2 separate regions of the Zea mays genome follow, and region 1 is linked to region 2. Evidence: chromatin contacts called from public Hi-C data. All regions are on one chromosome and are shown on one strand. Each heading gives the region's core, a stretch centred on a gene start, on an enhancer-like site or on the middle of the called end of the contact. The rest is flanking DNA. Distances are from core to core; before and after follow the strand shown. Region 1 holds the start of LOC100216610. Region 2 holds the start of LOC103650684.

Evidence for each region. Hi-C and Micro-C count contacts between places; a contact is called where the count stands out from the background.
Region 1: a contact with region 2 is called in a Hi-C map of endosperm, with 2.4 times the contacts expected there. The contact joins the promoter of LOC100216610 here to the promoter of LOC103650684 in region 2. A contact is called at or near these places in 5 of 25 Hi-C or Micro-C datasets (ear, endosperm, leaf and 1 more).

Annotation. Positions count from the first base shown.
Region 1 is chr3:146,421,698-146,425,020 of Zm-B73-REFERENCE-NAM-5.0, forward strand. It overlaps LOC100216610, which reads left to right and starts at 1,907. Exons shown (of 6, transcript NM_001143023.1): 1 at 1,907-2,105; 2 at 2,636-2,701; 3 at 3,151-3,297. The coding sequence starts at 1,910.
Region 2 is chr3:146,079,948-146,083,481 of Zm-B73-REFERENCE-NAM-5.0, forward strand. LOC103650684 reads left to right here and starts at 1,855. Exons shown (of 18, transcript XM_008676247.2): 1 at 1,855-2,333. The coding sequence starts at 2,061.

The DNA.
Region 1 (3,323 bases), core at 657-3,156, 340 kb after region 2:
TCTGCACGGTACTGTTGGTTGCAATGTAGTGATGAAATAGTTAGATTGAAATAACAAAATTTATGTATGGCTAAGATCACAAATTAATTACGAAACATTTTCACATAACAGTATAACACACATTTGTTCATAAGTTATCATGATATTAAATGTTTCCGTTGCAACGCACGGGCACCCACCTATATGTGTTTATGTCTACATCATGAAACACATCTACTACATCTCTCTCCAAGCTCACTTACTACCATTGCACAATGCGTAGTAGTAGATAAGTATCACCGATATTCTTGAATTATATTTTTGGATGGAGGTAATATTATTTAAAGAAGAGCTTTGCATGCTATTTCTTTTGTTTGAATAATGCATTATACTTAAATTCCATTTTTTGCATGTGTGAAATTTTTTCTTCGTAATATTTTTTTTCCATGGATCATACTTGTGAGTCATTTTCATAAACCAACGCCAAGCATGAATCCATGTTTCCTACTTCAAACCCCGAACAAACTCCATGAGCAAGAGGCACTCGCGTTGTCGTCGCTCATCGATGACGAGAAGAAGCTTGACGACTGTCAGTTCGACCTCTAAAAGCAGTCTTACGTGGTCGCATGCGCCGCTGTGTACGACAAGCTCCCGCGAAGCCGCCGCTTGGACGCGGTCCAGAGCAGCTGCACCGCGCTATCCATCGTTAAGCAGGGGGGCCTTATGGTTGTCGCCAACGTCGACGACTCTCGGGTTGTTCTGGACACCACATCCGACGACGACGCCATCAAGCCGTCCAGCTCATCGTCCACCTGAAGCCCAACCTGCCACGTAAGTCGCTACTGACCGGACATGAATTCTTGTGCGCTGGGACGATGGACGTTGCTGACGTTGTGTGAGTGTCCTCGAACATGATGTATGTAGTGGAATAGCGCATCCGGTGATGCAACGACCAGGGGTACTACCTCGCTGATGAGCCCGGGGTGCACTTCGTTTGATAGCCCAACCAAGAGTCATCAGTACTCGTCATGTCGCGTGCGTTCGACGACTACTATATCGAGGATTGTGGCGTCATCTTGGCACCAGAGGTGACACAGAGGAGGATCGACAACAGTGACCAGTTCGTCATCCTCGCCACCGTCAGGGTAGCTTTTGTGCCGGCCTGCCTTTAATTCTCTTCGCAAACACATACACACTTACCTTTTTGTTTAAGCAAGAGCATATGGTGGTGCGTGTCTGATGACTAACGATGTACGAGGGAATTTTTCCGGCATGTGTGGAACTTGCTCTCCAATGATGAGACCATACAAATCGTGGTATATATCGAAGTCTGCATGATACTGATGGTTGCAATGTAGTGGTGAAATAACTAGATTAAAATAACAAAATTTATGTATGGCTAGGATCACAAATTGATTATGAAACATTTTCTCATAACAATATAACACATATTTTGTATATAAGTTATCGTAGTATACTGGTATTATATATTCTCGTTGCAACGCACGGGCATCTAGCTAGTGTAAGGATTAAGGTCTAGTGGATCCCTTCAAAAGGCCAACAAACATGGTGTCCAAGTTTTTGTCATGGAGAATAATTGTGCCTTATGTAAGGTCAAGTCATCGTAAAATTAGTCAAGAACTTAATAGTTGTTTTGATGAGGTCAATATAAGAATTGATTTCTTACATTTGAAAAAATAAAAAAAATAAAAGGAGTGCTACGGATTAAATGTGCGTGCCCGTAACCAACTACAAGCTCTCAAGGCTTTCCTTCATGTTTCACATTTTGGCCCATTTAGGCGCCATGCCCAGCCCAATCCAAGAAACAACGGAACGAGGTTGGATGATGACGTGGTTTTCTCCTTTTTCCCCACCAAAAGAAATTTGAAATCCAGTCAGTCCAGGTTTCCCCAGCCCCTCCGCTTCTCCAATGTCTACCGCCGTCCACGCTGCAGCCATGGCGGAGGACGCCGCCGCCGATCTGCGCCGGAGGATGAAGGACAAGCGAGCCGCCATCGAGCGCCGGATCACCGACTCCCGGGACCGCGCCGCCGCCGCCTCCTCCGCCTTCAGCGCCGCCCTCCTCGAGGCGCGCTCCATCGCCAACCAGACCGTCTCCAACCGAGGCATATCAAACTCTTGGCCCCCTACTTCTACTACTCGCCTCTTTTTTCCCCCTTCGGCTTTGGCTTCGCCCTCCTCTCCAATCTTTGGTTTAGTTAGCATAATGGATCAGCCAGGTCCGGTAGGGTTAGTGTTTCCGTGGGAAGCCAGCATCCAATCCACCACCGAGGCTCCTAAAACTAGTCAACCAGGCAGCTCGATTCTGCCTGGCACAGCCCCGCCTACTATGTTGGCCTTGTGCTGAGATCTCACTCAGTGGCAGATCCAAGTAGGCAAGTAATCAAGCACCTGCCTAGTACTAGTACTCATTTCTTGATAAAGGTGTTCTCTCGAGGTGGCCGTCGCTCAATTCATCTACCACTCATCAATTTGGCAAACAGCTTTGGCCGTTGCCTTTTAGTACAACATTTGCCATTAGCATCTTATCTATATGCTTGTTTAAGCTCATTATTATTTGCAAAATTACTTTACTCATCTCTCTCTCTCTCTCTCTCTCTCTCTGTGTGTGTGTGTGTGTGTTTTGGATTGGCAGCAAAACTCAGCGAACAAAAACAACACCTCAGGAAATTAGAATCAGATCTAGCACAGGCCCTCTCCGGTGAGCACAACTGCACAAGCATTTCCTCATTTCCATGTGCTTTTCAATCTTCTCCATTTATTATATAATTATAGTGAAATATATTATCATTCTTCTAACGGTATGCTGCATTGGATAACTATTTCTACCATTGTCTATCTCCATTTCATTTTGTTTGTCTTATACATGCTAACGGTATTCTGCTTGTGCCAATTTTCTGTTATTTCTAGGAACAATTAGATATATACCATTAAAAGATCCAAACTTTAGATATATACCATGGACCCCACATGTCATTGACTCATGTGGACCCACATGTAAGTGAGATAGTAATGGTATGGATCCAAAGTGGTGATCTTTTAATGGTATGGATCCAAATTTCCCTTATTTCTATTGCTTGGTTGTTGGTTCCATACTACCATCCTGGTTTCTTTGTCAACCTCAGCTCATGGAAGGTTTCTCCCCTGCAGTCCAAGCAAGCAGAAGGTCAAAACACAAGTTCATGACTGAGTCGATTTCAAACACCACTGCAACAAATGAACATCTTAGACACTTGGCTATGGACCGTAGGTCTACAAGAGATGAATGCATGAATGCCATATCAAATCAACTAAAAGGTAGATGTAATTACTGATTATACCGT
Region 2 (3,534 bases), core at 605-3,104:
AAGATCACCGGCGGCGCCTGGATCTCGCTCCCGGGAGGGACCCCATCGGGGAGGAGAGATCCTAGGAGTTGTCTAGGCTCGGACCGACCGACCTAGACTCCTCTAATTGACGTATAGTCGAAGAGAAGCGAAGAATTTGGGGATCGAGAGGCTAAACTAGAACTACTCCTAATTGTACTGGAAATAAATGCGAAATAGAAGTTGTATTGATTCGATTGATTATTACAAATCGGTCGTATACCTCTCTATTTATAGAGGAGGGGGACTGGACCCTTTACAAACAAACTTCCCGAGCTAATTCCGAGAATCTAGCCAACAAACACAGCAAAAAACTCGGAACCCTAATCTGTTCTGCGCACGCGTGGACCGTCCGCCCTCTCTTTTTGGTGTCGAACACTTAGATTAATTCTATCATCGAACATTATGGTCGTCATCGGTTTGTGAGACCCCATCCCATAATCAATACAATTTTGGTTGCGTTTCTTTTCTGTTCTTGCTTGTGTTCTTGATTGCGCTTGCAGGGATAAGCCTTCGTGGTGAGGTCATTCGTGTGTCACGGGTGATAACCAACGGAGCCATGGTGTAGTGATTGCGAGGAACCGTTCGCTCGGAGCCTTGAATCATCAACGTCGAGATCTCCACTCAATCAAGTTATCGTATCTCACAGAAGATCGGGTCGCGTCTTCTATCACCCTACATGTCATTGACTTTCACTATTCTAGCGAAGGGAAGATGTTTTTTCGGACCTTCGGCTAAAAGACTTCGTTCACGTCGCAGTCTGAATGTGTTAATACAGAAACAAGTTAATACTGCGAGGGACTACTGTTGGGGGCCTTCCTCTTCCGAAGGTCCTAAAAAACGTGACTAATATGTTTTTTAGTGTAACATAGACTGATACAGGAGGCTTCGACTTTGGGACGAAAGCATGCGTGATATGGAGATACAACCCAGGAGCAGGATAAACGGGCGTCGAAACTATGGCCGAAGAAGCTTCGGCTTATCACGATGACGAAGGTGGGAGGTAGAACCGACTTAAAGGAGAAAAGACTACCTAACCCTTGATGACTTGCCTTATTGTTAACAGTAAGAGTCAGGAACATGAATGTAATTTTGTCCGGGCTGTGTCCCGTGCCTATAAATAGATGAACAGTAACATCGTACTGTTTAGGCTGGACTGTAATCATTCTTGCGTCACTCTCGCATTTTCACCTTCTAACAAGCCGAAGGTATTAATGTAATATGAATATTATGAACATTTATTCATGAATAAAAGGGAGAATATAAATAATCTATTGATATTTCGTTATTATTTGTATTCTTTTGTATCCATTTATACTTGTTTGCTGAGATGAAGAAGGTATGTACTTTCTGACCTTCGTTCAAAGATCATTATATATCAAGGAAAATAATATTTCGAACAACTCATTTTAAGTAAAATCAAATTTATAATAAACAGTACTAGAATTTATATATCTAAATAAATGTATTAAGAAAATACATATTCTATAACTGAACTAAGCTAGTGGTAAAAGTGAGAATCGTATTCATCTCACGCCCGTACATGCATTTGTACGAATAAAAGCCCGTACATGCATGCAGCCAGCGGCTACAGGTGGTTGCACCTGTTGACACGAGCTCAGCCATGTAGATGTCAGCGCACTATGGAGAGTCTTTCAATGAGCGGAGACGTGTTATCTCGACGGCGTGGTTTACGGCGCAAAGAAAAAGATCCAAAAATAACATTAAGTTATATATACGTCTAAAGTTAAATTTGTTTCGAAAAAGATCTAAATTGCAAAAAATAAAAAAAAATTCGGACGTCTTGTTCACGCCTCAACGCTGATGGAAGGGTTCGGGAATCTAGATCTGCTACACGCAGTTTCTCAATAATTTGAACATCCACCCGAATGCCGACGACGCCCACCGCACCACCCCAAAGCCCACAGGAGGAAGACCTAGCTAGACACCTGACCTAGGGTTTCCCTTCCTTGGTCTCCTTCTCCAGGGCCGGGAGGGAACCCGTCCATCTCTGAGAGCCGAGATCGCTCCATCTCCCCCACATGCCGCTCCGGGAGGGAGCCAAGCGTGTCTCCAGCGCGCGCCACTATGCCCCCGCCGCGCCAACACCCGCGCCCGCGGGGGCACCCGTCCCGCCCCACCGCCCGCCGCGATCTGTCTCCGCCGCTGGCTCCATATCCACTGCCTCCGCCCGCAAGCCGCCAGAGCCGCTTCGAAGGGCCGTCGCCGACTGCCTCTCGCCGCCCGCCCCGCACACCCATGGCCCAGCTGCAGCCGCCGCTTCTGCCACCGCGGAGGCTTCACGGACGCTCCGGGTACCACCTCTCTCTCTCTCATTATTGTTACTGTTATTACTCAGATGGACGATTCTCTCTCCTTTTTCTCCTGTTTCCCGTCTCATCAGTGATTCTCTATAATACGTAATTCTACTTTATTATTATGTGGACACAACTACTAAACCATTTCATTTCATGCTCTTATTTATGAGAGAATCTGATATTTGCCATTACAACAAAACACCTTATCTATCTGTTGCACTAACCATGTATGTTGCCGGCTACATTTTTATATTTTGCTCTCTCCACACAAAAGAATTTCAGCTGCACCTGTCCCCTTTGCTAGCCCGTTGCACACGGATTACACTTGAATTTCGTTGATAATGGTACTTGCTCATGCAAAAAATATTCTGAAACATGCCTGGATTCATTTGTCTCCAAACGTATAGAAGTAGCTCTCCCCTCCCTCTGATAAAAAGGTGAACGGGAAGGAAAAAATCGTGATATGTTTATTGGCACGTGGCGAAGTAGTAACGTGTCGGTGCTTTGTCGATACACTATTCACCCTTGTGAACCCCCACTTGACTCACACCTAGCTCTTCATGCAATGCTGCTACAGCACTGCACATATACTGCACCTATATTAAATGAATCAAATTTTCTATCTATGCTTAGTAGTATAGTTTTAAAAAGACGGTAGAAACTTAAAAAATTCATGAGTAAGAACTCTTATTTTACACCAGTGGCCTCACAACACATCTTGTTGTGACGTTCTGATGTTCTTTGAATACATTTCGTTACTCATGGGTTCATCATCAACAAATGACCGCATACCACATAGGGTGTTGAACACAAGTATACCATGCCATGGCGTACACCACACGGCCTATTGAATCTTTTGAAATTGTAGCATATTCTCTTGTCTAGGTGTGGCTGTTTTGCTTCCTTACATTCTTGGCATACGGCATACCCTATCATGTCATAAAGTCATGGGCCTGTTTGGTTCAACTTTTTTCTGACCAGCTTTTCTAAAAATCTGGCTATTGGGAGAATCTGGCTGTGGGGAGAATCTAAGTATCATTACGATTACATGTGGAGGAAGATAAAGTTATTCATAGGGCTCAGGATCTAGAAAGTGACGGATTCCTACTATTACAACGACTCAACCGATTATGTGTTTATGTTGATTTTGGATGGTTTTTGCCCCAACGAAATTTTTAGAAGCTGGCTGAAAAGCTGA